4 separate regions of the Mus musculus genome follow, and all the other regions are linked to region 2. The links are chromatin contacts, called in public ChIA-PET, Hi-C and promoter capture Hi-C maps. All regions are on one chromosome and are shown on one strand. Each heading gives the region's core, a stretch centred on a gene start, on an enhancer-like site or on the middle of the called end of the contact. The rest is flanking DNA. Distances are from core to core; before and after follow the strand shown.

The links. Promoter capture Hi-C pulls out the DNA fragments that hold promoters and counts their contacts. Hi-C and Micro-C count contacts between places; a contact is called where the count stands out from the background. ChIA-PET counts read pairs in DNA pulled down with a chosen protein or histone mark.
Region 1: an RNA polymerase II ChIA-PET map of memory CD8 T cells shows a contact between it and region 2, with 8 read pairs. The contact joins the promoter of Ctse here to the promoter of Dyrk3 in region 2. A contact is called at or near these places in 3 of 39 promoter capture datasets (the C10 cell line, the HPC-7 cell line and erythroid cells) and 1 of 115 datasets of contacts at active chromatin or transcription factors (memory CD8 T cells).
Region 3: a promoter capture Hi-C map of liver shows a contact between it and region 2, with 2.8 times the contacts expected there. The contact joins the enhancer-like site here to the promoter of Dyrk3 in region 2. A contact is called at or near these places in 7 of 39 promoter capture datasets (the 3T3-L1 cell line, 3T3-L1-derived adipocytes, the C10 cell line and 3 more), 6 of 484 Hi-C or Micro-C datasets (CD8 T cells, Th1 cells, liver and 3 more), 10 of 115 datasets of contacts at active chromatin or transcription factors (the 230-238 cell line, the SCID.adh cell line, T-cell acute lymphoblastic leukemia and 6 more) and 2 of 9 other capture datasets (adipose tissue and macrophages).
Region 4: a contact with region 2 is called in a Hi-C map of the G1E-ER4 cell line, with 1.7 times the contacts expected there. The contact joins the enhancer-like site here to the promoter of Dyrk3 in region 2. A contact is called at or near these places in 1 of 484 Hi-C or Micro-C datasets (the G1E-ER4 cell line) and 1 of 9 other capture datasets (liver).

The regions. Positions count from the first base shown.
Region 1 is chr1:131,636,931-131,639,630 of GRCm38.p6, forward strand. Ctse (cathepsin E) reads left to right here and starts at 1,384. Exons shown (of 10, transcript NM_007799.3): 1 at 1,384-1,627.
Region 2 is chr1:131,136,969-131,139,668 of GRCm38.p6, forward strand. It overlaps Dyrk3 (dual-specificity tyrosine-(Y)-phosphorylation regulated kinase 3), which reads right to left and starts at 1,266. Exons shown (of 3, transcript NM_145508.2): 1 at 1,112-1,266. The coding sequence starts at 1,188.
Region 3 is chr1:131,547,727-131,550,426 of GRCm38.p6, forward strand. No RefSeq gene overlaps it. Among named protein-coding and RNA genes, the nearest start is that of Fam72a, 21 kb to the left of the region's middle. Within about 2 kb of position 1,440, at least 48 of the 459 cell types and tissues checked have an H3K27ac peak or open chromatin away from gene starts, as enhancers often do. A contact at or near this core is called in adipose tissue, liver and stem cell-derived neural progenitor cells, where this site is marked.
Region 4 is chr1:131,612,269-131,614,968 of GRCm38.p6, forward strand. No RefSeq gene overlaps it. Among named protein-coding and RNA genes, the nearest start is that of Avpr1b, 15 kb to the left of the region's middle. Within about 2 kb of position 1,358, at least 53 of the 459 cell types and tissues checked have an H3K27ac peak or open chromatin away from gene starts, as enhancers often do. A contact at or near this core is called in the G1E-ER4 cell line and liver, where this site is marked.

The sequences.
Region 1 (2,700 bases), core at 134-2,633, 500 kb after region 2:
CCTTTCTCCTTCAGTGAGCATCTGAAATCACTGGTAAGAAATGGGCCTCATCATGTCACCCAGGATAAAAAATTAAAATAAAATAAAATAAAATAAAATAAAATAAAGGTGGGGAGGGGGCAGAACCTGAGTAGACACAGTGTGACCAGGACAATTCACAAAGCAGATTTCAAAAGTCCTGTGTGGCCTGAGATCTTGTCCAGTCTGACTTATGTCCCCAGTACCTAGTCAGTGCCTGGGATGTAACGGGTCCTCAGTAAATGCCCTGTGAGTGAGTGAAGGGCAGGACTGTCACCTGGGATGCTGTCACTGGGGTGCTGTCACCTTTCTTTCCTCAGGGTGGCTGCAGAGGTGCTCCTAGAGGATTTGGAGCAGAGCAGAGGTACTTGGGCATGCCTTCTCAGCTCCGTGTGATGAAACACTTCACCACTTCTGAAGCTTGAACATCTTTCTGGCCAGGCAGTGGTGGCACACGCCTTTAATCCCAGCACTTGGGAGGCAGAGGCAGGCAGATTTCTGAGTTTGAGGCCAGCCTGGTCTACAAAGTGAGTTTCAGGACAGCCAGGGCTATACAGAGAAGCCCTGTCTTGGAAAACAACAACAACAACAATAACAAAACAAAACAAAACAAAACAAAACAAAACCGGCTGGCGAGATGGCTCGGTGGATAAGAGCACTGACTGCTCTTCCAAAGGTCCTGAGTTCAAATCCCAGCAACCACATGGTGGCTCACAACCATCCGTAATGAGATTTGACGCCCTCTTCTGGTGTGTCTGAAGACAGCTACAGTGTACTTACATATAATAAATAAATAAATCTTTTAAAAAAAAAAACCAAGAACATCTTTCTGGTTGTTACCCGCAAAATTTCATTTCTCCAAATAAATCTCCTGTGTCTCTTGAAGTTGATTATGGAGCCCATTTATTGACTGAAGTTGTCTTAAAGAAGGCTTTGACATGTTCAATTCATGTGGTAGCTCATTTACAAACAGTCAATGGTTGCTTTGATATTTGGAGTTCGAAGAACATCTGGCTGTGAGCATTGTGGTCTCCACTGTGACCTTGGCACCTGGCCACAGCTGGCTCAACAAAAAACAATCTTGTGTTTATGGAAATAATGTCCTCTACTGCCTCTGCACATCCTTTATTTATTTTATTTTTATGGAGACAAGGTCTCATGTACCACAGGCTAGCCTCGAGTCAGTATGTAGCTGAGGCTGGCCCCAAATTCCTGATATGTCTGTATCCACCTCTCACACAGGGGAATTAGAGACATGCACCACCATGCCTACCTTCCTTTACTTGACTTTAAAGTCTGTTTCCTGTTTATTTGAAAGAGCAGGCACACTTCCTGTAAGTGCCAAAAAACTGTATGCCCGTCTCACAACTTCATTTGTTCCTCAGAACTGCAGATGCCCTGTGTGACTCCAGAAGCGGTTAGAAAGATCAGGCGTGGTTATCTCCATTTGCAGCTGAGGTGGCCAAGAGATAAGAGTTGCTTAAAGTCGGAGTTAGCAAACAACAAAACGGGGTTTCCACACAGAGCTCAGCTTCGGAGCCCAACCCATCCACTTACTACAAGAAAACGAAATTCTTGACATTTTGGGTTATATCCGGTAACTTCAAAGGTAAGTGGTTTATAATCTTGTTACAAATTTTTCTGGGAAATGACAATCTCATGCTTTAGTTAACAAAAATCCATTTATTATGATAATTTCCTCACAGGTAAAAGTGAGCACCTCCTAAGAAGGCTGCCATTTGCTTGGTTTGTAAGATTGATTTTCCTACGGGGAGCTTTGCGTAGGACTTTGAAGTTTTTGTTTTATTTGCTTGGTTGATTTTTTGAGACATGGTCTCACTAGGTAGGTCAAGCTGCCCTCCACTCTTTATTTAGATGGTTTTAAAATCCCTACTACTATTTGTGTACTGATGAAATCGGAGGTTTTGCAATAGAAGTCATATTGTCTGAACGGTGCCTTTCAGTTCCTGATTTAACTCTCTCTCTCTCTCTCTCTCTCTCTCTCTCTCTCTCTGTGTGTGTGTGTGTGTGTGTGTGTGTAAGACTTTTATTATGGCATGACTTACTGTCATTAATGTTTATATAATGTTCTACATCTGCATGTTATTTCTAAATTAGAGTGTACTGTACATGAGCTGCTAATTGCATTATAGCTGTTAATAATGCGTTGCTAAAGGAAATTTCTTCAGGACAAAGATAACTGCTGATCCAGGTGTGGAGCTACACACCTTTGATTCCAGCACTTGGGAGGCAGAGGCAGGTGGATCTCTGTGAGTTCAAGACCACCCTGGTCTACATATCGAGTTCCAGGCTCGTCAGAACACAGTGAGGCACTCTCTTAAAAACAAAACAAAACAAAACAAAACAAAAAAACCTACTGGCAAAAATTTCATAGCATATTACTCATTTCTGTTATAAACTCGAGAGGGAACTGGAAGGAGGGCTCCATGGTGAACACTGGCTGCTCTTCTAGAGAACTTGAGTTGAATTCCCAGCACATATATGGCAGCTCAAACCATCTGTAACTCAAGTTCCAGGGGACCCAAGACCCTCTTCTAGCCTCCCTGAATACCAGGCACATGCATGGTACACAGACACACATGCAGGCAAGACACCAATGCACATAAAAACAAAATCATTTTAAAATTAAAAATAAATTCTAATATAAACTCTTATATATGT
Region 2 (2,700 bases), core at 16-2,515:
ATAAACATAACATAGAGGTTTGTTTTAGAATGCAAGTCTAACACCTCTATTCTAGTTTCAGCCCCTGGCTGTGCTACCTTCCCCCTCTGAACAGCCTCACAGGTAAATGGGAAGAAAAGGACGTCTACACTCTCAGACTACAAGAAGAGAAGACTAGCAGAACAGCTGTCTTCTCTTCATTATTTTATGCACCCATTTACAGCTAAGCTAACTAGTGAAAAAAGGCAGCCAACAGGAACCCACCCGATGCTTTGCTTTAAGTTACACGATGTACCAAATCTCTCTTCTGTTCCCACTTCATTTCCTGGCATATGGAGATATTTAAAATGCTAAAGGACTACAGAATGGTTCTGTCTTTACACTGTGGGTCCTCCACAGTGAAGGCACACAAACAATGGGCAGGATTTACTAAAGCCACAAGATGGCCTTGAATAATGCATTTTATCTGCTCCCAAGACTACGGATTTGCGGGTCACTCTGGTCACCGGTTCATGTTACCATCTCAGATTATATACTACTAACACAACCATGACTAGGTAACATTTTTCATTGTCTTTAAAAAAAATATCTTTTCAGTCACTTTTGAGATCTGTCTTATTAAAAAAAAATACTTATAGAGTTTAACACAAGTGTTAAAGGAATAAAGGAGGGCTTTAAAAACATCCCACAAGAAATTAAAATATCTTCTAAAAAATATATTGAGGTTCAGACAATGTTTTGATAACAGGCAATTTTCTAGACAGGTCCGGCCTCTGCCATACTGCACGATGAAACACACCAGCACCGCATCTGCAGAGTAACAGCCAGACGCGAACGAGCGGATTGGGTTCCTTTAGCCAGGGCCCGATGCGGAGGGGGAAAGGGACCCCCCCCCAAAAGCGGCACATGGGGAACAAGGTCCCGGGTCTCTGCTGCTCCACCCCAGGGCCAGGGCGGGCTGGGCAGACTCTCGGAGCAACAGGGCGCAGGTCTTGCGCGCAGGTCCCAGACCCAGCTCTCCGGAGGCCGCGCCGTCCCGCCCGCCCTCCCCCGCCCTTCCCGCTCACCGCGCTGATGGACAGGCAGCCCAGACCCGCAAGGAGTCCTCCCGCTCCTACCCGGGCGCCGTTACCTCCGCTGCTGCGGCGGGAGCCCGGCCCCCGGCAGCGCCGCGTCCTTCCTCCCGCGATCGCGGGCTGCGCCTCCCATCGCGAGCTCGCCCCGCGGACACAGAGGCGGCGGTTGGCCCGGTGGGTCGCCTCCAGCACCGCACCTGCTGGCTTCGCTACAAGACGAGGCTGGGCACTGGGCTCGCGCGGTCCGCAGGGAGACCACGCGGGAGCGGCCGCGTCGCTTAGCAACCGCGCACGCCCTGCCGCGCCTGCGCAACGCCGCCTTGGAGGGAGCGGGGAGGAGGCGGAGCGAGGGGCGTGCTGTTCCTGGGTGGTGTGCTCGCAGTTCTTTTTGCAAAAGAGGAAACTGGCTTGGAACCTACGCTTCTTCGTATTCACCTAGCCGTGAAACCAAACATGGGAGTATCAGCAGCACAGCCTGCCTGCTCAGCAGACCGCTTGGAGAGCTCTGCGCATCTTTAATATGTGAAAGCGTACCTCACTCTTTCTGAGAAGTACCGTCCATGTTAAGTCTATTTCGACAGTTAAAATGGAAGTGAAAAGAAAGGCTGTTAAGCCACAGAAGTGGCGGTTGTGTTGAGCTTGGTGCCCATCAGATTTCCTAAGGCTGCAAAACTCCTCTGCAAGAGCGGATTTGATTCCCAACACGGTCGTGGCAGTTCACAACCATCCATAACTCTAGTCCCGGGGTGTTTAATGCCCTCTTCTGACATCTGAGAGTAGCAGGCACGTATGTGGTGCACAGGCATAAACTCATACACATAGGATGAGCCCATTGGATCTATGAGAACAAAACAAAACAAAAACCAAAGGTTCTTCCACGCATCGGTGGCGCACGCCACCTGGTGCACACTGGAAATTATTTCATAGAGCATAATTCCACGAATCTTCAAATGTCCAACCGAGGCTCCTTTTGGGGTTCGTAAAAGTCACAGTCCCTGTTCTCAGAAGATCCACACTCTATTTGCAGCTAAGAATCTGTCCATTTGGGACACTTTATTTTCATCTGTTCAGTGTTGACTTAGCCTGTGATATAAGTAAAAATGTTTTCTTCAATGATGATCTTTTAGAAGTTTTCTGTCTCTCTTTCATCCACAACCAGTGCAATCTTACTTTCCTAGGGTTTTTGTTTTTAAATTGGGCTCTTTGACTCTTGTTTGTAGACAGAGTTCCATGGCAACAAAGGCACCTCCCCCGCTCCAAGATTACAAAATTCTACTAACTGATCCTGCTCTCAGGACTTCTAAGAGGTGAACACCCCAGACTACTACCGGAAGGGTTGGTTGGGACTTGCCTGGACATGTTTAATTACCTCATTTCGAATCACTGCAAGTCTTCCCTTCTGTCTTTAAGGCGCATCTTCTAGAGCCAAGCTAAAGCCTTCCTGTTCTACTTGCCTCCAGCGGGTTAGGGGAGTAGATACAGAGGCTGCCTTTGTCTTTAGTAGGTTATTTCCCTAGTAAGGGAGGGAGAACTCCTTGAGGGTGCTGGACCTCCTGAGTATCTGACCTTGGTGACCTAAGTACTTTTCAGTATTTCTTCAAAGAACCCCTGTTTTGTAACAACGACCACACCCTCATTAAGCAAT
Region 3 (2,700 bases), core at 190-2,689, 410 kb after region 2:
CACAGTAATGCATACCAGCAACCTCAGCACTAAAGGTGAAGGCAGAAGCATTAGGACTTCAAAGATATCTTTGGCTACATAGTGAGTTTGAGGCTAACCTAGGCTACATGAGGCCTTGTCTACAACAACAACAGCAAAATTCAGCTCATAATAAGACTTACATATTGAATATAAGCAGAGAATAAAGTGTGATGGCTTGACTAGCTGTGATACTGGTGACAGAAGCATGCAGGTGACTAGTAAGTAGGTATAGACTGCTGAATTTCTGTCGTGGACACTAATGCCCTAAGCCTACGCTGATAGTGATTTTGATCTCTGCATTTGGATCTGTGAGTCAGCTGTTCAGAATCCCTCAGAACCTAAGATTCTCAGCATTGCCACACATCTTTATGTTCTTTCATCTGTTTTTATAACTAAGTGTGAAACGTCTTGAACAATAGTCCTATGACTATCTGACCAATTATTGTTCAAAGGAGTCTCTGAAGTACTATATAGGCCATTATTCAATTCAATGACCCTATGGAGCTTTGATTGGATTTGGACATCAGAGGATATAATTATAAATGAAATATGCTTTTCTGTGTTGGCTTAAGGCTCCTAATTATATAATGTTATTTCTATAGAAGAAGAAAGAGTATATTAGATTTTGATGACTCACACAAGCACTCATTCAGATTCAGTGAAAATGCAATCATTGTGAACAAGAGCACACAGATGGAATCCAGTATTGAAGAACCTGACAGAAGTTTAGAGTTTCCAGCAAAAGCACACTTCACTCATCACAGGTCTCTTTTAGAGCCTCTTCTAGCCTGGAAATCCACTAGGTGGAGCAAAGGACCAGGAATTGCTGCCCAAGAGTATCCACAAGCAAACCAACTAGTACAGCTGTTCCTTGCCTCTAGGTCTAGACCAACGCAAGCAGGAGACTGAGTTCCTGAACTGCTTGAGATCAAATGTTTCCTAGTCATTAAAATAGACAGTAGTCCAAGGAATAGAGAAGCACAAATTTGCTGAGCAGGCCACAGTATTAAGTATACAGAGGGCACACCCATCTGAGACTAGTTCCCCCTCCCCACGCCCTACCCCTCGCAGGCTTGGCTCTTATTACAGATTTCCTTTCCGGTTTCCATTGGTGACAGATGGAATTTAGGGGCAGAGCTCTTACCAAGGTCCTATAGCCAAGAGATCCTAAGCTTAGATCATCCACCCCCTTTTCTCTGCCTGCTCTAGCCATTCCCGAGCACTAGTAGCAGCCTGGTTTCCATTTAAATATGTTTTCTTTGATTCCAGGCCCTTGGATTCTAACACTTCCTTCCTTGGGTTGCAATCTTTCGTTCTTTTCTGTGCTTAGGGGTTGGTTAGCTGAACAGAGGCCAGGAACTTGGTTGATTCTATGTGAAGACAGTGTGCCAAGGGAGACTACCCTTGTTTACCCCCTCCTGTCAGCGACCTCTCGTGGCCCCTGCATTCAAACTGCAGATGTTAACTATCTCATGCCTCAGTCCAAATCTGTTACCAACATTTCATAACACTGGAGTCCAAACACTTACAGAGGGAAGTTTGATGAAAAGGGGAGTTCTCAAATCAAAATAACTCTTCTTTCTTGTTCTGTCTCTGCTGTGGAAATATTTATTGAACTATTAATTACCTTTGTCTTTAATCTAAGCAGGTTAGGTAAGTCTTTAGTAACTTATCACCTTAAAGTGTTTTTTACAGAATGATCATGCATCTTTGGATAAAATCTGAACTCACTGAAGGGGTGTGTGTGTGTGTGTGTGTGTGTGTGTGTTATCTATGACCTTGAAAACAGAAGGAACAAGGAAGGAGAAAATTTCCCAAAAAGGTAATGAAATTTTTCATTGCTGAGTGTGATGGTTCATGTTTTAATCCCAGCACTCACAGGCAGGAAGATCTCTGTGAGTTTTAGGCTAGTCTGGTCTACATACCAAGATCTAGATCAATTAGGGGTACATAGTAGGACTGTGTCTCAAGAAGTAGAGGAAGAAGAGGTTGATTTTCATCTAGGGTAGAATGATGACCTATGGGACTTCTTCTTGGCTTTGGTGTCATAGAAACTTTAGGACCAGATACTAAAATTCAAACTCACTTTGTAGTGAGAGACCAAATCTTTTGGGTTCAGACTCCATCTTAGAGAACCTGACCTAAGGTAAATAAACAAACACTCTGGTACCTAGCACCAGTTTCCAGGTTACCCCCTAACAAGATCTGCATCTAGCATCAGGTTCCAGGCTTCCTCCCATCAAAACCTGTGTCTAGCACCAGTTTCTAGGTTATTCCCCAGCAAATCTGCACCTCCAGGTTACAAGCCTACCTGGGACACTTCACTTCCTAAGAGCCACCAAACAGGAAGAAAGCAGAAAGCCAAGTTTATAGCTTGGCTTCCAGCACCAGCAAATTATATTAAAGGCCATAATGGCTCCCCAATCAGATTTGTACCAGGCTAGATACTCCCTTCTTGCATCTCTAAATGCTTGCCTAAAACTAGGCTCAGGACTCCACCTTCCTGCTGTGTCGGGGTTGGTGGGGACCGCAAGCTCGAGGTTGAACAGAGACCATAAAGCGATTGCATTGGATTCAGCAATTTAGTGGTCTTTTGGGGTTCATGAACATTTCCTGGCATAACAGTAGCAAAGGCTGACCTTGAACACTTGATTCTCTTGACTCCATTGCCCATATAAA
Region 4 (2,700 bases), core at 108-2,607, 480 kb after region 2:
AACCACCTCTCTTCTGCCTTGTATGGAGTACAAGCATGTGGGATCTGTGGGATGGGAAGGGAACCAAAGCCATTTCTGAGCCCTAACCCCAGGATAAACTGAGTCATGCTGCTCTGTGTGGGAGATATGGATATATGTGGACACACACACATGCATATCCTGTGGATTGTAAAGTTCATTACTCCAGTACCTTAAAATCTACACAGGAAGTCTGAGCCTGCATCCACAGACTCAGCTCCCCAGCAGACTAAGGCTGGAGGCTTCTAAATGCAAGAGCTGCCTCCCGTGCTACAAGGCAAATTCAAGACCAGATTGGATGTTTTAGCAAGACCCTGTCTAAAAAGAAAAAAAGAAGAAAAAAAAAGAAAAGAGCTGGAGGCATAGCTCAGTGCAGAGCAATCCCTTATCAAGCAAACCAAATCCTAGGTTTAACCCCTGACCCTAGTGTTGCAAAAGTAAACAAACCCCAAATGGGTGTAGTGGTAGAACCTGCTTTCAGAAAAACAGTCAGTCAGTGCAGTCTCTCGTGGAAGGGACAGCTGGGGCCCAGATCCCTAAACAAGTACATTCTCCTTGTGCAAGTCACAAGAGAAAGTGCTAGCTCACATAGTGAGAGCCTGCCTTCTAAAATGAAACCAGAAACGGCAGCCCAGGCACGACTAGAACACCAGGTACAGGCAGCCCAGGCAGGAATAGAACACCAGGTACAGGGAGGGAAGAATGGATACGGGTATGTGGGAAGCTGAGCAGGTAATTGTGGAGATTCCTTGGGATGGATTTTTAAGTTATTAAAACCAGCTATTGATTTTCCAGGTGGCTATCTTGTGTTTTGTATGTAAATATGTCTTTGGTCTACCAAGTGACTATTAACACAGCCCAGGCTGCCACAGTTCTCTTCTGGGTCCAGAACCTCAAAGTCCTGGTTGAAATGAACCAATATGACTCTTTAATACCTAGGGTCATTCTGGCCATATTTATTTCTTATGAGCACTGACAATGGGCTTCACAATATACAATTAAAACATGATTTTTTTTTTTTCTAAGCAAGCAGCTCACTGACAAAGTACTGAAGGTAGCCAGGCGGTGGTGGCTCACCCTTTAATCCCAGAACTCAGGAGGCAGAAGCAAGCAGATCTCTGTGAATTCCGGGCCAGCCTGATCTACAGAGCGAGTTCCAGGACAGCCTGGATTACATAGAGAAACGCTGTCTCAAAAAAAAAAAAAAAAAGTCATGAAGGTACCAGGTCTGCAACCACAAGGTGGCAGTGTGGAGCCAGAGTAGCAGGTCCTGAGTGTTGTGTATGTCACCTCCCCACTCCCACACCCAAGCTGGGCTGGGCTGGGCTGGGCTAGGTGCCTAGCCTTACAGTAACTAACTAGATACACTGTGCTCCATTGATATTCCTGGGAGGCCTGTTCTTTTCTGAAGGGCAGTGGATCTGCATGAAAGCGTAGGTGTGTGTTTGGGGAACTGGGAGGAGTAGAGGGAGGGGAAACTGCGGTCCGGATATATTGCATGAGAGGTGAGTATACATGCGCGTGCACGCGCGTGCGCGAGCGAAGGAAAAAAAGAAAAAAAAGAAAAAAAAGAATCAGGTTGGGTTGAAGTCGGGCGATGGTAACATGAGCCCCTAATCCCAGCACTGAGGATGCAGAGGCAGACAAGTTTGAGACCAGCCTGGTCTACAGCCAGGGCTACACAGAGAAACCCTCTCCCAAAATACCATTTAAAAAAAGCAAATAAATAATAATAAGTAAATAAATCAGGTTAAAGCTCCTACTCAGCACCTCACCCCTACTCAGGACAGCCTGAGGCAACTATGAATCCCAGCTGGGTTGGGGGACTGGGAAAGACAGCCTTAAGAGTGTTGGCTTCTCATTGACTTCCTTCTACAGGTCACAAGGTGCATCTGACAAAGACAACATCTAAGAGACTTCTGTTGCTGTGGAAGGGTTACGCGTGGGGAATGTGCTGGAAAAACCGGAGACACATGCAGGACTGTTGGAGGGAGGGAGGGGTCCGGGGACTCCAAAACCAGATGAGGCAGGGTCAGTTTACTGCCTCTCTCTGATCTCGCGGAACCCTGAAATCTATATTGATCCAAGGAGCAGATCCACTAAACACACCTCTCACCCGGTGCGTCCAGCTCACTAGTGGCATGGTGGTGGAATCCTGCTGTAGCTCTGAGGTAGCATTTGCACGCTTGCTCCTTCAGAACAAGCCTTGTTCGACCCCCCCCCCCCCAGATAAGGTGGGCCTTGTTTGCTGACGTTTGTCTTTCCAGACACACAATCAACTGGCTGCTAAAGCACATCCATTTTTCTACATCTTATTATCACACAAGTTGGGGAAATTTTTATCCAGTGCTTCCCCCAGCGGAGGAGACCAAGGGGAACAGCATGATAGCTCCCCAAGGGAACGGATCCTCTAAGTTCATGGGACCATCACAAACAAAAGCTTTTTGATTGCTGGTGGGGTGGCATCTGGTGACTGGAGTTTACAGTCATTCTCTGTGGTCTACAGCCTCGCTTTCCTTGGTGTCAGTTACAGCCAACTGGAGCTGAGAACATTAACCAAAATAGGTACACAAGCTCAACGGTGTGATGAAATCTTGTCCCATCCCACTCCCTCCTGGCTCGGACATGGACATTGTCCAGCAAAGTCCTGGCAGAGGTGCTACCTGTCCATCAGTCAATTAG